Linked DNA regions of Sus scrofa: region 1 is linked to region 2. Evidence: chromatin contacts called from public HiChIP or PLAC-seq data. All regions are on one chromosome and are shown on one strand. The core of a region is the stretch at or near the end of the contact, and the rest is flanking DNA. Distances in the headings are between cores, read along the strand shown. Region 1 has its middle 60 kb from the start of OAT. Region 2 overlaps CHST15 (carbohydrate sulfotransferase 15).

Region 1 (2,702 bases), core at 82-2,581, 290 kb before region 2:
CTCGGATCTGGTGTTGCTTTGTCTATGGCGTAAGCTGGTGGATACAGCTGCAATTCGACCCCTAGCCTGGGTCCGCAGGCTGCAGGTGCGGCCCTAAAAAGAAAAAAGAAAAAAAAAGAGCACCGTTTTCTCCAGCCTTCCTCTGGTGCTGAGGCTTCAGGCCGGGGGCTGCGGGGTCAGGAGCCAATGTTTGCCGTAGGCCTGCTGAGCCTGGCCCAGGACAGGGTGTGGCCCGAGCCGTGTCTCCAAGCTTCGGGAGGCTGGGCTGAACTTGCTAGAGGGGTCAGTGCTATCCCTTCATTTTGAGGAGGGTGCTGAGGCTCAGAGAAGGGAAGTAACTTCTCCACAGTGACAGAGCCAGATGCGGAGGGGAAATGATGTCACAGGCCTGGCACCAAGAGCTGTCCTTCTCATGCTCCCTGACCCCTGGGGACCTGGAAACTCAGACAGAGAAACTATTTCTTTGGGCCTCAAGGGCCCTGGAAGTAGGTGGTGTTGGCATTTTATTTCATTTGTTTATTTTTACTTTTTTTAGGACCACACTCACGGCCTATGGAAGTTCCCAGGCCAGGGGTCGAATCGGAGCTGTAGCTGCTGGCCTACACCACAGCCATAGCCACGCAGGATCTGAGCCGTGTCTGCAACCTATACCCCAGCTCCCGGTAACACTGGATCCTTAACCCTCTGCGTGAGGCCAGGGATCGAACCCACATCCTCGTGGATACCAGTCGGGTTCATTACTGGGAACTCCCGGATTGGGATTTTAAAGTATGCCGTGCTCACCTTCGGGCTGGTGCTTCTGCTGGAAGCCTGCCCCTGGCTGAGCATACTTATGGGGGGTTGGATGAAAGCAGCTGGCTCTGAAGGCTTCCTTGGGGGCAAAGGATAAGCCTTGTTGGCTGTCTTGGTTGCCAGGAAATGACCTCTGCGGGCAGAGGTGGTGCGTGGGGGGACATGTGTTCTGCCCAGGGGGACGGTTTGACGAAGGCGGAGGGGCTGGAGGTTGGCCAGGTCGTCCTGCTCCTGGACCCGGCTGTGCTTCCACAGCTGCTGATGAGGAAATTCTCCCAGAGTTGATTTTAAAAATAGATCTATAAAAATTTCTGGGCACCGTTTAGAGTTGAAGCCCTAAGGGAAGCACATGAACCTTTCCTGCTGACGGGCTGCGGGGATCCAGGGATGTTTATGTGGGCGGGGGGATTCTGGTGGGTCACTGGGCATGGCTTTGCGGAAAATATTTTCTCGGCTGCCATGGCCTGGACCCAGAAAACCCTCCAGAGGCACCAGTGGTAAGGCTGTGACTTAGTAACGCTGGGATGTGGTGACCCTGTGACCTTGGACGTGGTGACGCCCCTGAGTCAGGCCTGCAAGCTCTGGCAGGCCTGTGGGTTCCAGCCAGAGGCTAAGCCTGGCTGCTGGACGGTCTCAATTTTTTCTCGTTCTCCATCAGTAGCCAACCTGGCCAGGGACAGCTCACCTCGGAGGGCCCCTGACATGCCTGTCCTCTGGGCCAACTTTCTTGATGTCTTTTTTATTTTTATTTTATTTTTTCTGCTTTGTGTGGCCGCACTGGCAGCATATGAATGTTCCCAGGCTAGAGATCCAATCGGAGCTGCAGCTGCCGGCCTACCCCACAGCCACGCCAGATCTGAGCTGTATCTGCAACCTACGCTGTGCAGCTGGCCGCAACGCTGGATCCTTAACCCACTGATCAAACGCCAGGGATTGAACCCCCATCCTCGTGGATACTAGTCGGGTTCTTAACCAGCTGAGCCTCAGCGGAACTCCCCTTAATGCCTGGGTCCACCAGGGTCCTGGTGGGGCCAGCGCTTGGTCCTGCCTTGGCTTCTTCCTCCTAATTCTAGGTCACCGTGTAGGAAGCAGATCATTTTCCTGCTGATAACGGCCACCTCTCACGGCAGCACGCGGACGCGTGGCCTTCACGAGTTCCCTGGGCCTTTGCTCTCTGACTTACACTTTGGGATGAGGCCGCTTGGGGGGTGCGGTGGAGGGAGGGGGTGTGTGCGGGAGGAGACCGTGCAGGCCCTTGGTGCTGTGCTGACCCTCTAGTGTTCTGGGCAGGGCACCTCCAGCGCTTTTGTAGGTGACGCCCCTGCTCTGAGTCCACTTTTGAGGCCAGGCTTTGAAGCTGGTGAGCATTTTGGCATCTCCATCATCTCTGGTCCAGGGCGAGCTGCCTTCCTTGGGCCACATCTTGGGGGTTTCCGATCCCCCAGAGCGATGCCGTAGAGGCTGCCTCAGTTTCCCCAGCCACCTACCTCTGTGCCCTCAGGAGACAAAATGTGATAAAGAGCCCTCAGTGCTGGATGAGGCGTGGTGACCTCGCCCCAGGTTCAGGCTTAACCACGTTCCGTAACCTGAGATCAGCCTGAAGCCATGGAGGCCCTGAGTGATGGGGGAGGGATGTGGGTGTCCCCTGGTCCCCTACGGCTTGGTGAACACATTCTCTGGGTGCATCCGCCTCACAGAGTTTGTGGGGTATCCCTGCTCCATTCCAGCTGGATGCGAAGGCACTTCATGAACATCAATTAATATTTAGCTACATGATTTCAGTGGTTGGTGCCCTGGTGGGCGAATTCTTCTCGGTCCGCACATTTCTAGCCTTCGTGGAAACCAGAGTCAGCAGTGAAGGGCACTGATCATCTTGGCTGTGAGTGAGGGGTGACAGGTGAGTACGGTCC
Region 2 (2,700 bases), core at 44-2,543:
TGAGCTGCCCAGGGCAGAAAGGGGGAGCTGGCCAAGCCCTGGCCAGGGCATGCGGGCCTGTCTGCGGGTGTCTCTGAAGACCGTTCAGGAGTGACCACCTAGGGAGGGCCCACATCTCGTTACTGGTGGGAGAAAAACCATCGTGCTGAAGACTCCCCTGTGTTTACCACTGTTTATTTTGGGGAGAAGTGTTTACAAAGCCACTGGCTGGCCCGAGCATTCCCACATGGATTGTTTGCAAAGGGCGGGTCTGTGGGGCAAGGAAGGCTGGGAAGAAGAGCCAGCGGCTGCAGAGGTGGTGGGGGCACCGGGCGCCGAGGCTGGGCCTCCAGGTGGAGTTGGGGAACCTGGTACGGAGAGTTGGGGCTGATTATCGAGGGCGGGTTATCACGCACTGGTCAGCCAGGGGACTGGTGGCCGTCACTCTGCAGTAAGACCCCCACGGCGGGAAGCAGGCCTGGCTTTGCTGCGGCCTCACCCAGTGGCAGCCCATCCTCTGTGCACCTTTTTCACCTGTAGAGACGCCGGGTACCGGGATCATGTGACAGTGCTTTGTAAGCCACACGGGGCTTGAGAATGGAGGGTGTATTTGGCATTGCCACCACCCCTGGATGTCCGCCAAGGCCCGAGAGCAGATGCTCAGGAAGAAACAGAGGTGGGCCCAGAATCCTGCTTGTGCTCAAGCGGAGGAGAAGACACGGCCCAGGTGGCCCCCGGGGAACCCAAAGCTTGGCAGCCACATTGACCTTTTTAGGCCCAAACCTGGATGTTCTTTTCTGGCAGAAAATGAGCCTCATCAGTGTCACCTACAGGTACAGTCTGAGGTGACGCTGACGTTTCCTCCAAATTAGCTGGTCCTGCTTCACTGTCCCTTGTGACGAGATGTTCACGGTTTGTGAGTCATTGGATGAAAGGGCCTCCTTCCCAGCTACATGAAATGACTTTTTTCTTGTAGGAAAAAATATCTATAATCATTATTGATGGCGTTGTATCAGAGGGTGGGGGTTATTGACCAGTGCTTTGGATCTGGATGCCAGCAGATGGAGAGTAACGAGGGCTCTCTAGCTGTCGCTCTGGTATCGTGTGTGCTCGACCCTCTGGAGGCCGCAGGGCCCTGTGCTCTCATGGGCGGTGGACTGGAAGATGGTGTGTCCACTTTGGGAGCTGCTGGTGAGGAAAGATGACCATTTGTTCACAGCACCAGCTGGGGGCAATCTGGGAGCACAGGGAGCCGGGGCCAGCATGGCCTGGGGTGAGCTGGTCCAGGAGCTGTCAGCTGCTCCCAGCCGTCCCCAGCTTTGGCGTCTGCCCCCAGCCTCAGCCTCTGTCCCCAGCCTCGGCATCTGCCCCAGGGCTTTCCTCCACACATGGCTCTCTGAGAGGTCTGCTGGGTGGGCAGTACGTGGCAGGAGACGGCGCAGCTCCAGGCCTCCGACAGCCTGCACTTGGCCACGCGGCCCTGACACTGAGGCTCAGGCTTCCTTGGGCCTTTTGGGCTTGGGGATCTTAGCAACTGCTGACAGTGGCCCCTCTGGGGACTGACAGGTTAAAGCCAACAGTCCCTCTGGGGTGCTGAAAATGTCCTGGAATTAGATGGTGCTGGTGGCCGTGTAAGGTCACGCATATACTAACAGCTACTGAATTGCGGATTTTTAAAAGGGTGAATTTTACGGTGTGTGGATTATATTTCGTTTTTAAAATGGTATGAACAAAAATATGACAAAAAGAGAAACCAACCATGAGGGGTGGTCTCTCCGAACTGGTGACCTTTGGGGTAAAACCCGCAGGGTTCCCCCCACCTGGAGGGAAGGCCAATCAGATCAATAAGCCCAGCATCGCTGCAGAGGTAAACTGGTAAAATTGAATGAGCTACTTGCAATGACCAAGGAATTTTAGCTTCTCCAAGTGTCGAAGCTCAGGAAGTGAGGACTGAATTATGACAGATGTCTGAACACCCGTTCATTGTTGCTGTGGTGTGCAGACGCCCGGCGTGGTGCTCCGTGCACACACGTGTGGGTTTCCTGATTGTGCCGGGGCTGCTCCCCTGTTCGTCCTGAATGTTTCCTGCTCTATTACGTGTGTACGTGCTTTCCAGTCTCCTGTAACTTATGTAGTTCTGTAACAGAGCTGACGTAATGCCTTCAAATCACTCATCTGCACTTAAAACAATTTAAAAAAAAATTCTAAACAAAACCCCCAAACCATCAGCTCACATGGCTAGTGACCCAGAATAGTGACCCACTCTGTTCTGCTGCTGATCTGGCTCCACTCCTAAACTCTGAAGCCAGGGACCACGTCCCGTTGGGTCTGTGGGCTTTGGGTCAGGCAGGCCTGGGCTAGCTTGGGGCCTTCTGGCCACGTGACCTTGAGAAGCTCTGTAAGACAGGTGCATCTCGAAGGCTGGATGGGAGCACAGGAGGAAAATATACATGCCACATGGAGCAGAGGGCCTGGTGAGGGCAGCCCTCAGTAGCCATGAGCAGCCTTGTTGGCGGCGGACACCAAGAGGATTCTGGGGGCTGACCCTGGGCAACCTTGAGGTGAGCCTGGCTCAGGGAGGCCACCTGTTTTTGTGATAATCACCTCTGCTCTCCTGGGCTCAGAGCAGTGCCCCGGGGCTGTTGAGTGAATTCAGTTGTGATCTTGGGATGACCTTCCAGACTTACTCTTTGAGACCTTCAAGGTCACCGATGGCCACTC

The links. HiChIP or PLAC-seq counts read pairs in DNA pulled down with a chosen protein or histone mark.
Region 1: an H3K27ac HiChIP or PLAC-seq map of skeletal muscle shows a contact between it and region 2. The contact joins two enhancer-like sites. A contact is called at or near these places in 2 of 2 datasets of contacts at active chromatin or transcription factors (alveolar macrophages and skeletal muscle).

What each region holds. Positions count from the first base shown.
Region 1 is chr14:133,763,715-133,766,416 of Sscrofa11.1, reverse strand. No RefSeq gene overlaps it. Among named protein-coding and RNA genes, the nearest start is that of OAT, 60 kb to the left of the region's middle. Within about 2 kb of position 1,331, at least 20 of the 83 cell types and tissues checked have an H3K27ac peak or open chromatin away from gene starts, as enhancers often do. A contact at or near this core is called in skeletal muscle, where this site is marked.
Region 2 is chr14:133,478,499-133,481,198 of Sscrofa11.1, reverse strand. The region is part of intron 5 of CHST15 (carbohydrate sulfotransferase 15); the gene reads left to right. Among named protein-coding and RNA genes, the nearest start is that of CHST15, 65 kb to the left of the region's middle. Within about 2 kb of position 1,293, at least 4 of the 83 cell types and tissues checked have an H3K27ac peak or open chromatin away from gene starts, as enhancers often do. A contact at or near this core is called in skeletal muscle, where this site is marked.